2 separate regions of the Mus musculus genome follow, and region 2 is linked to region 1. The links are chromatin contacts, called in public Micro-C maps. All regions are on one chromosome and are shown on one strand. Each heading gives the region's core, a stretch centred on a gene start, on an enhancer-like site or on the middle of the called end of the contact. The rest is flanking DNA. Distances are from core to core; before and after follow the strand shown. Region 1 overlaps Dmd (dystrophin, muscular dystrophy). Region 2 holds the start of Tab3 (TGF-beta activated kinase 1/MAP3K7 binding protein 3).

Region 1 (7,394 bases), core at 3,661-6,160:
ACTGCTTCTTAGCAACACCAAAACGAGGAAAGACATAGACATACTTCGAATGAATTTTGCTCATTTGTTAGCTGCTCTGGTGAAATACTTAAGGCACCTTCAGTAATGAGTAGTCAACATAAAGTTCTGGGGGTAACAGGACATCTTAAGGACAATTTCTAGGCCCTGAGCAGCTAGTGAGAAACTAGCATCTGAGGGAAGGTGATGCCTGTGAACCTTTTACCCAAAAGACCGCAAATACATGGACAATAATTCCCAGGAAAAATTAACACTATCTATATCTATTCATATACTCCAAAAGTAATACAAGGGATATAAACATCTTTTTCTCTTTATTTTTTGAAGTTATAATTAAATCACTTCCCCTTTTTCCTCTCCTATCTCCAATCTCTCCCATGTACTACCCCATTGATCTTGCTCAAAATCATGGTGTCTTTAATAGTTGTTACACACACACACACACACACACACACACACACACACACACACACACACACACACACCTTTCTAAAAACTCCAGCAGGGCTGGAGAGGTGCTTCTTGCTAACATGTTCATTACAAAGGGTAAAGTTCCTACACTAAAAGGAACTGGAGAGTGCCTGAAGTGGAGGCTGGGGAGGTGGCTCTGTGTTTAACAGCACTTGGAACTTATATAGTAGACACAAGTTCAGTTCTCAGCACCACGTGATGCCTCACAACTGTCTGTAACTTCAGATCCAGAGGACCAAATGCCCTCTCCCAGCCTCTGTAAGTATAAGCACAAGATGCATACAAACACATACAGTCAGAACACATAACCATTTACAATTAAAAAATAAAATCTTTAAAAATTACCAATAATTTCTGCTTAAAACATCTTTCTTAATCATTATTTTATGATATTTACTTATAAGTTATTTATACAGGGTCTCACTATGTGGCCCAAGCTATCCCATACCTCAAGGTTTTCTGTTTCTACCTTCCAGTCTTTTTGTCTTCACCCTCAAAGTGCTAGAAACATAAGCTATGGCATGATGCTCTATTGCATATTTTAGTATAACATTAAAAATATTTTCAAAAAATAGTGGCAGTATTATTTTAAATGCTTACATAACATATCTAAAACAACACTAGCTATTCTAAAAGTACACATTAAGTAAAACTGCCTTATAACTTTTAATTGTGTTCAGCTATTTGAGACAGACTTTCACCACATGGCTCAGGCAGGCCTCACACTCCCCATCTTCCTGCCTCAGTCTCCTGACTGCACGATTAGAGGAGTGTGCCTCTATACATGGCTAGTTTACATGTTATATAATTTCTTAGATTTATCCATATTTTTTCCTATTCTTTCAACACTTAATGACCCCTGTAGCCTAGCTGTTGCCTCTGGCAGAATGGTCATGATAACCCACAGAAGACTTTAACGTATAGTCTGGGCAAGGAAATAAATAAAAAGAATATGTATCAGATACCTACACCTAGTAAAGGTAAGGAAGTTAACATGGCCACTGTGAAAACTTTTTTAGTCACAAGGTCCTCAGGAGGCCCTCCCCTGAGATTCTAACACCTTTCCACTAATCAGCATAAGACAGAGACCTTTGAGAAAAACAAACACCATCTGACTGAAGGTCGAGCATTCAGTGGTGGAGAGTTCCATGAGTTTCCCTCGCTCTTGTAAATAACTAAAATAAACCCATTTATTTGCTGAGCTACTTAGTCTTTCTTTTATCTGTTGGCTCCTTATTTGGAGGTAAAGAATTGTTTCTTTTAAAGTTTCTAAAATAAACTCACAAAATGAGCACACTGTATATGCCTGATACCATGGCAAACTCATGGAATACACTAATAACTAAGACAGATCACTGCGCCATTTGACTCTGAAGTCTGCTGAAAGAGGAACTAAATATTAAGGTGCAGTGTGCAAAAGGGGACCACAGGAATTCAAAGGAAGCTATGAGCCTGCACATGGAGGAAAACACATGCTTTTTCTAAGAAAGTCAAGTTGAAGCAAAGACCTGAAGGATGCTGAGAGGGATGGTGAGGAGTGGGTAGGGCAAGGCAGGGTAATAGTTCAACACATGCAAAAATAGCTCTGAGGGAGAGAAATGTGTAGGCCATAGGAGTCTATGAAAGCTAATGCATCCGAATCACAGAGAGGGAGAAGTAGCCTTTTGGGCTCAGGTAAGCGCATAGTTGGAGCCTGCACGTCTTCAATAAAGCAGTGAAGGACTCAGACCTCTAGTAAAACTCAGCCATATGGAAAAGTCATTTGTCTCTCCTAATCTGTGAAACTACTAGGACTGACAGAATAGAAATGAAAAATGGCATTTATCCAAAAGGAAAGAAACAACGGGAGAGGAGATAAAGAAAGATCAGAGCTCCTGTATCTTGGAAACCTAAAACATGATCTGAGGGTAAAAAATTTAGGACACCAGAGGAATGTCATGTTCAATTAATGGGGCAGGGACAACAAAGAGATTGGAGCAGAGAGTGGGCGAGCCTCACAAGACACATATCAATTTATGTACCCAAGAACTCAGAAATTAAGACATTTCAGGTTCCTTTGGAAACTGAAAATACATGGCTTAAATATAAATCTCAGAGCCTTAAACACCTATCCTCCAAACCCCTGCAGCCAAGCATCCTGGCCACCTGCTGCTTAACTCTAAGACTGAAGCAGATGTACAGTACCTCCCAGGAGAAATGACATTAAAGGGTGGGGGAGGTCAAGGAATAGAAAGCCAAGATGAGCACCTGCGAATTCAGCACTATGAAAAAAAGTAAATCTTTAATTTCACTTCCTGCCATTTTCCCTTCTGTCATCTCATTAAAAAAACACTATGCTATACACACACACATTGTGTCATATGCTACCCATGACTCCACCAGAAGAAACTCGATGTACAGCAAACTCTCCAGCCATTAAATTGGATAACTCTGTCATTCTTGTTTGTCAACATCTGTTTTTATTTTGTTTTTGTCTATTTGGGGTAGGGGTGGGTTATTTTCCATGGTCCTGGGAATTGGTCCAGGGATTTAGTCATGATCAGCAAGTATTGTGCATCTACATCCATAGCCCTGCCATCACTTACTGTCTTGTTGTCCCTGGTCTAAGGCTGCACCAAGTTAACTCTTTTTCATTTTACTTGACAAGGAACTTACAGTCACAGAGGCCATGACCACCAGTGCAAGAATGACACTGTGCATCTTCTTTGGCTTAAAATTGTCAGTCACTGTTGTCTTGGTTTTCTCAATGCTAAAAACATAGGTAGCTCATTCAATTCAGGGACTCCCAAAACTACATGGGCCTGTAAATTTTCCCTAATCTGCTTTACCTCCATCCTGAACTTATTTAATTATCTGTACTACTCTCTTTCCAGAATAGACTACATCCCAGTTTCTCCAAGACAGAGCCAGTATAACTAATTTTCATTCTCTATAATAAAGACATTGATCAAACAGGACCAGAGGAGATGGACTTTAATCCCAGTACTTGTGAGGCAGAAGTGGAGCTCTTTGAGTTCAAGGACTGTGGTTTACATAGCAAATTCTAAGCCAGTTAGAGCTACATAGCAAGAGCCTGTCTTAAAAAATGTATAAATGAATAAAAATAAAAAGGAATGATCGAATATGACTTAGACTTAGTTTGTATACCTTTTTAAAGCTTTCTATAACCAAATTTCACACATGATTTTTTTAATGTTGTGCCCTAACTTTTTTAGACTGCACGAGCATATGGTTGACACCACCTATTTTGAATTTACCATCCTCTTTCACAGTTGGAGGATTTGCAGAAAACTTGCTTGAAATGATGAAAATAAACAGCAGTAAATTTCCTCATCTGCTTTAATGCTAACATTATCTTGCTGCCTTTCCAGATTTACAATCTCAACTAAATTTTCTAAATTGCTAGCGTTCCTCCTTTGCCCTCACCTTTTCAACTTACTTATTTCTAAGTTGTTATCTCCAAATATGATGCTTCTCCTGAAATGCCAACTTCATTATTTCAGAGGTAATCAACCAATAGACTAAAGACTAGAAAGACCAGAAACTGATTTTTTTTTTTGATCTTTCACTAGTGGGCTAATGGTAGATCACCTGCACAACCATCTTTTAATCATAGAATGATTTACATAAATATTTAATGAATTTCCATTGTTTAAGTCTCTGAAAGAACCTGTAAATCTGACAACTGGCGCCTACATTCATGCATGACAATAGTGGGCCTTCAGTTCCCAGAGAAGCTTTTCAGGATGCCCCAGTTCCCATCTGGCCACCTTCAGTCATTTAAATTTACAGCTTGGCTCTGGGAGGGTCTTCTTCTAACCTCTAGTCCAATGCTTTGCTCCCTCCAAAGCAGCACACTTCTCTGTGGTTAGTTTCTGTTTTGTTTTTTTGTTTTTTGTTTTTCCTTACTCTAGAGTTCTTCCAATAACTAGCTATTGTCTGGTTTTCATTCAAACTGCTCTATGAAAATTGTCAGAGTTTTCCCAAACCTTTTCAGCTATCAGATTTTTAGACGTCATCTTTTACATTGGAAGGGAATGGTTGTGTCATCAAAATTATTACCTCTATCCAGTCTCCCTGTACAGATGGACATCCACCTTCAGTCTCCCAGTAGTATTTCATTAAGTGGAAATTATATAATTTACAATATTCAATTAAGTGATTTTTAAACACATCATTTGGGTCTACATTAAGGTTAAAAATTTAGATTTGAATCTAGAAATCTGGCTGTGCTAAGGAAAAACTAAACAAAGGAACCAGCCAAACAGTTATGGGGCAGGGGATGCACTTCTTTTCTTCTCCTCAGTTTTTCAAGACAGGGTTTTCTCTTTGTAGCTGAGGCTTTTCCTGGAACTTACTCTGTAGGCCAGGCTGGCCTTGAACTCAGAGATCCGCCTACTCTGCCTCCTGGAGTTCTGCAATTTAAGGCTACTACTTCCTGCCTGGCTGGGACCTCAGTTCTTACCCTTGCCAGAAACAAGAATGTCCTTGGTTCTACCCTGGCTGGATGCCAGAAATTCCAGAACTGTTTGAGGACTCTAGTTCCTCCTGTGTGTGTGTGTGTGTGTGTGTGTGTGTGTGTGTACTTCACAGCTGCCTGGAAGCTAGTCCTGGAGGTATGACTGAAAGTTCAGTCTAGATACTTGGGATGAAGAGAATTGGACACCTTGTGGGTAGACCAACTGCATTGACCAATTCATAGCCTTCCCCATCCTCCATATGTCAACCAAGAAAAGTCTTTACTAACTCCTGGACAATGAACCTTTGTGGCAACTCTTCTTGGAACCTGCTCTCATTCTAGAGGAACTCAGCTCCATTCCTTTCAGCTCTTACCTATAAACCTCTAGTAACACACTTTCCCTGTAAAACTCATTCAGAGAGTTATGGAGACAAAGGATTGGGGAACCACTAATAAGGGCAGCTTTATTGACCATTGATTTTCTGGGACCCTAGATCCCTTTTCCTTCCCTTTCCCTAAGCCATAGTCCACTGAACTAAGAAAAATGGTATTGTTCTCAGAGACCCCATAGTTAAGGTAAGAATAGAGTTAAACAACAGCAAGAGTGGGAAAGAAGAAAAGTTCATCCAAGACTACTAAAAGAAAGAGGGTGGGGAGGGGGAAGGAGGGAGGAGGGGGGAGTGGGGAGAGAGATCTAAATATATAACTCAGTTCAATTCTGAATATCAGTAAGGACATGAAGGAGTTTCCAGCCAAGGAGCACAGTGGGAGGCAGTACTTGGAAATTTTTCAGTAGGAAACATCAGAGATAAGAGATTCTAACTAACTCTATATAGCAGGCATCTCACAGAAGTCAGGGAAGGGTGACCAGCATACTTAGAAGCATAGAAGAGGAAGGAAAATCCTGATTGGATACTGAGAAAGCTAAGATGACAGGACAGGACTCTGAATTTTCTTAGGAAGTACACAGATGGGCTGAAGACAGAGAAGCCTTGGTAAAATGTGGTCAAGGCAAAGAATCCAGTTTCACATAAAGGGAACTTCGAGTGTGAAGTAGGCAGTATTCCAACAACCATTTTTAAAGTTAATAGAACTGAAAATTTTCCACATAAGCTGTGTTATTTATAAAACAGTGATTAATGTCTAAGCTCACAAGGCTTATTTGAGGCAATACAGAATATATAATAAAAGTCTAATCTGAAATACTGATACAGTGGCTGATACAAACAACCAAACCAAAAAAAAAAAAAAATCACATTTTTTTCTTTTCTTTTCTTTTTTTTTTTTTTTTTGGGGGGGGGGGGGGCGAGGGCCAGGGGAAGTGGGAGGGAGTGTCAATCACTACCTGCCTCTGCTTCTGGAGCATCGTGGTGAGAGGTATGTTCCTTTTTTGAGATTTTATTGGTTTTCCTGCGTATGAATGTCTTGTCTGAATGTATGTCTGTGCAACACCTGTGTACAGTGCCTGCAGAGGTCAGCAGGGAGCACTGGATCCTCTGAGATTAGAGTTACAGACAGTTGTTAGTTGTCAGGTAGGTGCTGGGAATGGAACTAGGTCCTCTGGAAGAGCAGCCAGTTCAATCACGACACTATCTCTCCAGCCTCATATTTCATTCTTAAAGAAGATAAAGACAGACATAGTGACACACATCCCAGCACTCAAGGAAGAGGCAGGGGCAGGGGCAGGGGCAGAGGCAGAGGCAGGGGCAGGGGCAGGGGCAGAGGCAGGAGGATCTCTGTGAGTTTGAGAACAGGCTTGGTTTAGTTTACATAGTAGTTACAGGATAGCCAGGGATACATAGAGAAACACTGTCTTACACAGAGAAAAAGAGAGAGAGAGAGAGAGAGAGAGAGAGAGAGAGAGAGAGAGAGAGAGAGAGAGAGAGGATAAATGATGGAAACAGAGACTTCTGAAAAGATCATACTGGCTTAATTTAGCTCTGACGTCTAGGACAATAAATGTTGGTGCTTGCTAAGGATTTAATAACATTATATTGTGAAAGACCTTCCTTCTGTATTTTGTCAGGCTTAAGCTGTTGGTGACATCAATTCTACATTTGATTTTTCTTCAAATAATATAATTTTCCCCTGCTATGAGTGAATCGTCAGAATTCTTCTCGTGATTATTCCTTACAGCCTGAGCTGAGGCTTCTTTGTGGAAACATGCCTAGCACAGGTATGAAAGCTATCCTCAGGAATCAAAGGCATGAATTAAAGGGAGAAAGAAACAATTAGCTAAAGAGAGTGCTTATTAGCAAGAAAGGCTAATCATGTTTAATTGATTGCGACACACACTGTAGCTGACTGGATTATCTCAACATCCCTTCCCAAATTCTTTGCTCTAGCCCTTCTCTCCTGCAAAGGCTAAATAGCCTCAATTTACTAATATAGCCAGGGAATGATGTGCAAACAGCACTGGCCAATGCTCAAGAAGCTATCTGAAGGG
Region 2 (6,402 bases), core at 97-2,596, 500 kb before region 1:
ACATAACCCACTGATTACAAATTACGTATATGTAGAATTGAAGACGTGCTTGCTGACTTCCAGTGTTCATTGAGAAAAGTTACCATAGAAGATAGTGTACTTTGTAATTGAATATTATAGTTAAATCTCCATTTAAAAAAATCCAAAAACTTCTCAACCATGCGTCCTTTCTAAGTGTGTTCTTTTATAGTCCTATAAATCACTCATAAAGCAAAAAGTAAGCCCCCGACCCCCACCCACTAACAAAGTACAGAGCAAGCCGGGTTCATCAAGTTGTTCTTTTACACTGCTCCTTCCTTTCCGTTTACAAACTCCTAAATACATTATAAATGATAAAAATTGACAAAGGTTACTGAAGCCCACAACCAAAGAGCCCTGCCTTGCACCACTAACAGGCAATTTCCCCAGCAACAACCAAATTCTAAATGTTATGCTTCAGAACAGGCAGTTTTTTATACTTCAACGTGTCTTGAATCTGAACTTTTGGTTCTTTACTGTGCAGCTTACTTTCTCCTTCACCTTGCCTACATCTTCCCTCCTCCTATCCTACTTAATCCACTTTATAAGCAGATACGCGGTAGTAAACTATAAACCTCCAACTAGGACCAACTCTAATCTGTTGTTGGACCTCAGAGGGCGGCTGTTCAGTGTCATCTTTAAAAGACGACAGTATCTTAGCTTTCCTCAACACCTGCCAACAATTATTTGCAAACCACTTCCACGACAATCATTTCTACCACTACTAACCTTGCGCACAGGTCCCAACACCTTTAAAAGAATCAGCCTTAGTTCTGCGAGTCCTAATCCCTCGAACGCCTTAACCCGGACTTCAAACCTGTCCATAGAGGTGCGTTCTGCAGGATGTCCAGGAGCCCAGGAGGAAAGGCATCCTCGCCTCTCCCGCGAGGGCTGATAGCGATCAAGCCCCTCCACCCCCAACCCGCAGCCACTCCCTCTCCCCTCGGCCTCGGGGCGTTCGGGGCGTCCTGGCGGGCGCAGCCGCCACGACAGGCCCTGCGCAAACCTCCCGCAGCCAGGTACTTACCCGGGCCGGCTGAGAGCCAGAGGCCGGGACGAGCCCCGCCGACACCCGCAGTCTCGCCCACGCCCAACGTCGTGGTCGCGGGGTCACTAGGACGACCCCAGGGCACCTCCGAAGTCCTAGCCTCGGGCAGGTGCCGGGCCTCCCCGCCACCACTCACCGAGCCCCCGCGGCCGCTCCGGGCTCCTCCGCCCGGCCCTCGGTCCGTCCGCAGGCTCCCACGGGGGGTCCGGGCGGGCACGGCTTCCCCGGCCGAACCCCCTTGACTGCGCGCCGTGCCGAGGGCAGATCCGGTGTGAGCCGCCGCCGCCGCTGCCGCCGCCCCCTTGCCTCCTCCTCCTCCCTCGCGGCGTCCCTCCCACTGAAGCCCGCCTCGTATTTCCTGGATCCGGTCTCTGGGAGAGGTTGGGCCAAAGAGCTGCCGGCTTCAGGGCTTCCGTCGGGCGCCTTCGCTCGCCAGACACAAAGATGGCACCGCCCGGGCCTGCTGTAAGCGATCTCGCGAGGCTTTCCCCACGGGAACCAGAGGGCGGGGTCCCCACAGGAAAGGTGATAAATGAATCTCCCTCCCTCCTCCCCGCCGCGAGGGCTCGCCCAGGTCCGAGCTGGGCCCCGCCCCCGCACTGGGGGAGTTTAGTGCGCCTGCGCGAGACCGTGGGTTCTGCCGCTTCCCAGAACTGCCTCTAAAGTGAGAACCCTGCTCGGAGTTTGTACCTGTTTCCTCCTGAGGTGTGGGGCGGAGTTACAGAGCGAAACCCAGTAAAGCGCTCCGCATGGTCAGGAGCCAAACTGAGATGCATCTCTTAAGGCTTGGCATCCCACATAGGCTCCGAAGATTAAAACAGGCTTAGACGCTCCCAGAAGTCCTCCAAGTCCTTTGCTCCTCCTGATCTCTGCTGTGACCCTGGTGTTCAGAAAGTCTCCGATGCTCTTTCATTCTGTTGGTTCACATTACCATGCTCTTCGGAGAAAACAACTGTTGTCGGGTTTTGCACACAAATAACTCCTTTTCTAGTATTTTTTTCTTTTGATTCATAGAGTCAAATAAGTATTGTTCAATTTCCTATACACTTACTATTGAGGAACATAATGCTCTGACCACACACACACACACACACACAAATATTGGTCTGAGATGGAGGACAGGAAAAAAGTTTTATGGTATAAATAAACAGAGATAGGATTCAAAGAGAGATGCCATCGCTCAAAGAAGAAAAAGAACTAGAAATAGAACTTCCACATGACCTAGATATATCATTCTGGAATATACACCCGAGGACTCCAAGCATACCACAGACATACTTGTACATTTACATGTACTATATAGCACGACTCACAACAGCCAAGATAAAGAATCAGCCAAGATGCTCACCGACAGATGAGTGGATAAAATGAGGCATGTAAAAATGTGGAATTTTATACTATTACGAAGACAAACTATGTATTTTCAGGAAAATGGATGAAACTGGAAATAATTATATTAATTGGAATAAGACATTCCGATGTGTCCTTTCTCTTGTATGCAGCATCTATATTTTTAAAGGCTATATGTAAATTTCATGAAGTCATTGCTTTTAGTCACTGAGTAGTCCTCCATCATGTAAAGTGAATGGGAAGAAAGGGGAACATAGACTGCCTGGGATGGGGGGGAATGGGGAGGGTCCAGTTTAGATGCTTAGAAGACGGTTTGTGGAAGCAAATCTCAAACTTCTGAGGAGAGGGGAGCTTTCAGTGGAGATGGGGTCCCTGGGGGAAACATCTGACACGGGATTTGCATGTCCTGGGAAACTATAATCTAGATCCAAGGACTGCTAGGGAAAGGAAGTACCAGTTTCCTAAATTCCCCTCAGTCTGATGAAAATGAGATATGGACTAGAGCTGAATCTGATCCTTAACTTCCGGCGTCAAAAGCCACTTTTTTTTTTTTTTTGGAAGGTATAGGTGTTCAGAAGAGGCAGGTGTCCTAAGTCACTTTCTCATACTGCACATAGGGAAGGCTACTGTGCTATATATATTGTAGATAACTGAACAGAACACCAATGGCTTATGCTCTAAGATCAAGAATCAACAAATGAAACCTCATAAAATTGTAAAGCTTCTGTAAGACAAAGGATACTGTCAAGAGGACAAAACAGCAACTGACAAATTGCAAAAAGATCTTAACCAATCGTACATCAGATAGAGGGCTAATATCCAATATATAAAAAGAACTGAAGAAGTTAGACTCCGAGAGCCAAATAACCCTATTAAAAATGGGGTACAGAGCTAAACAAAGAATTCTCAACTGAGGAAACTCATTTTGACAAGAAACACCTAAAGAAATGTTCAACATTCTTAGTCATCAGGGAAATGCAAATCAAAACAACCCTGAGATTTCACCTCACATCAGTCAGAATGGCTAAGATGAAAAACCCAGGTGACAGCAAATGCTGGTGAGGATGTGGAGAAGGAGGAACACTCCTCCATTGCTGGTGAAATTGCAAGCTGGTACAAGCACTCTGAAAATCAATTTGGCGGTTCCTCAGGAAATTAGCCATAGTTCTACCAGAGGACCCAGCAATACCACTCCTGGGCATATATCCAGAAGATGCTCTAACATGTAACAAGAATACATGCTCCACTATGTTCATAGCAGCCTTATTTATAATAGTCAGAAGCTGAAAGAACCCAGATGTCCCTCAACAGAGGAATGTATATAGAAAATGTGGTATACTTACACAATGGGGTGCTACTCAGGAATTAAAAACAATGACTTCATGAAATTTACAGGCAAATAGATGGAACTTGAAAATATCATCCTAAGTGAGGTAGCCCAGTCACAAAAGAACATACATGGTATGCACTCACTGATAAGTGGATATTAGCTCAAAAGTTCAGAATACCCAAGATATAATTCACAGTTCATATGAAGCTCAAGAAAAAGGAAGACCAAGGTATGGATGCTTCAGTACTTCTTAGAAGAAGGAACAGGGCTGGTGAGATGGCTCAGCGGGTAAGAGCACTGACTGCTCTTCCAAAGGTCCAGAGTTCAAATCCCAGCAACCACATGGTAGCTTATAACCACCCTTAATGAGATCTGACACCCTCTTGTGGTATGTCTGAAGACAGCTACAGTGTACTTATTTATAATAATAAATAAATCTTTGGGCCGGAGCAGTCAGAGACTGAGCGAGCGGGGCTGACCAGAGTGAGCAGAGGTCCTAAAATATAATTTCCAACAACCACATGAAGGCTCACAACCATATGTACAGCTACAGTGTACTTGTGTACATAAAATAAATAAATAAATCTTTAAAAAAAAGAGGGGTAACAAAATACTCACAGGAGGAAATATGGAGACAAAGTGTGGAGCAGAGACCAAAGGAAAGACCATCCAGAAACTACCCCACCTGGGGATCCATCCCATAAACAGTAGCCAAACCTGGACTCTATTGCAAATGCTGGGAAGTGCTTGCTGACAGGGGCCTGATGTATCTGTCTCCTGAGAGCCCAACAAATATCTGCCAGAGCCTGACAAATACAGAGGCAGAAGCTTGCAGCCAACCACTGGACTGAGCTTGGGGGTCCCTTACCTTATGGAAGAGTTGGAGAAGGGACTGGAAGAGCTGAGGCGGTTTGCAGTCCCATGGGGGGAGCAACAGTGTCAAAAGGCCAGACATCCCCCTGAAGCTCCTACGGACTGGACCTCCAACCTAAGAGTACACATGGAGGGATCCATTGCACTGGCCACATATGTAGCAGAGGATAGCCTTTTTGGAAATCAGTGAGAGGAGAGGCCCTTGAGCCTGAGACTGTTCAATGCCCCCGTGTAGGCGAATGCCAGGGTGGGAGGATGGGAGTGGGTGGATTGGTGGGGGAGCACCCTCATAGAGGCAGGGGAAGGGGGTTTTCGGATGGGAGACCTGGAAAGGGGTAACATTTGAGAAAATAGCCATCAAATATCTAAAATATTCAATCAAATCCTAGAACTTGACTTAAAGTCGTATCTTGGAACTAGAGAAATGGGTCAGGGGTTGAGAGCTTCTGCTGCTCCTGCAGAGGACTCAATTTCAATTCCCAGCATCCCAGGAGGTATCACAGGACCACCTATAACTCTAACTCCAGGAGAGCTCATCTCCTCTCCCAGCCTTCATGAACACACACACGAAATATATATATTTCTACAAGGGTGTGCATGCACGCATGCAAGCACATACATCAATTAAAAAAAAACAATAAATATTTAAAGTTGTATTTTACCTGCTCTCCCATTTGGATAGTGCCACCAATGAGAATCTTGAAATCAAAACAAGAAAACCCTTCTTTTTCATTCTGTCCCTGTGTTTCTCCATCATTTCCTACCCCACCTCCAATCTTGCTAAATCTAGCAGCTTCTTCAGGAGCAAAGACGGTGAGAATGGAGTTGGCCAAGTTACCACTAACCAATACTGTCTTAAGATAGCTTTGTCCTCTGGAAATGGCAGATGCTTAAAACTGGTTCTTTCTTTCTGCTTTAATTGATCTTAACTTTGTAGTCTTTCACCAGGAACAGTAATTAGCACAACCCAGGACACCCCGGGTGCCTTTTCTCTGCCAGAACTTTCTGCTCAGCTCCTGGTCTCTTTGACTTCACTGAGGCTGTAAATCCTCTCCTAATTTTCAGGGCATTGTGTGTAACTGTAAGGCAAGTGCTGACGCTCATGCAGCAAGCATAGCTGTTCAGGACCCTTTTCACCACACAGTTCTTAGATACAAACCAACAGTCTTCTAATTTTGTCTCTGTTCCCATTCCTTGTTGAATATTCACAATTCTTACTGCCAGGAACCCCTTAGCCATTAATAGGTACTAAAGAAGGACACAAGCAAAAGCCTCGGGGTTATTTTTCCTTCTGAAACATTCATTTGATCCTGGGAGAAGTTGATATATCGTTGTTATGCTAAACAACGAACAGGTCGAACTGTTGTTCCATTAAGATTCCTACCTTCATGATTCTCATGACGCAAGCAGCTGTGTCTATATTGATTCAGGCCTCCGAATTCCAAAGACATGTGGCAAGGTCTCCCTAAGGCTCATCAGGTATGACCTACAGATATGTATAGTTCAGTAAGGAAGCAGCTGGTGGGTGATACATCTTGAAGACAGCTCTAGTTCAGCTCAGAGGCCACCTTGTGTGGCCTTCCATTCCCTATAAAGCAAGAAAATCTGTAACAGTCCTTCAAATGTGATAGTGAATAAATATTTCCCTTGTAGCCAGCTCTTATTTAGGCTGCAGGAAATGTATGAGTGATAGTCACACAACCGGTTTTGCTACCTCTCCCTGGATCCTGTGAAAAGGAGCCTAGAATCCCTCTTTAAAATAGGAAAGAATTTATGATGTATT

The links. Hi-C and Micro-C count contacts between places; a contact is called where the count stands out from the background.
Region 2: a Micro-C map of embryonic stem cells shows a contact between it and region 1, with 3 times the contacts expected there. The contact joins the promoter of Tab3 here to the enhancer-like site in region 1. A contact is called at or near these places in 1 of 484 Hi-C or Micro-C datasets (embryonic stem cells) and 1 of 115 datasets of contacts at active chromatin or transcription factors (embryonic stem cells).

What each region holds. Positions count from the first base shown.
Region 1 is chrX:85,074,632-85,082,025 of GRCm38.p6, reverse strand. The region is part of intron 63 of Dmd (dystrophin, muscular dystrophy); the gene reads right to left. Among named protein-coding and RNA genes, the nearest start is that of Fthl17a, 170 kb to the left of the region's middle. Within about 2 kb of position 4,910, at least 13 of the 459 cell types and tissues checked have an H3K27ac peak or open chromatin away from gene starts, as enhancers often do. A contact at or near this core is called in embryonic stem cells, where this site is marked.
Region 2 is chrX:85,568,966-85,575,367 of GRCm38.p6, reverse strand. Tab3 (TGF-beta activated kinase 1/MAP3K7 binding protein 3) reads right to left here and starts at 1,346. Exons shown (of 10, transcript NM_001358447.1): 1 at 1,046-1,346.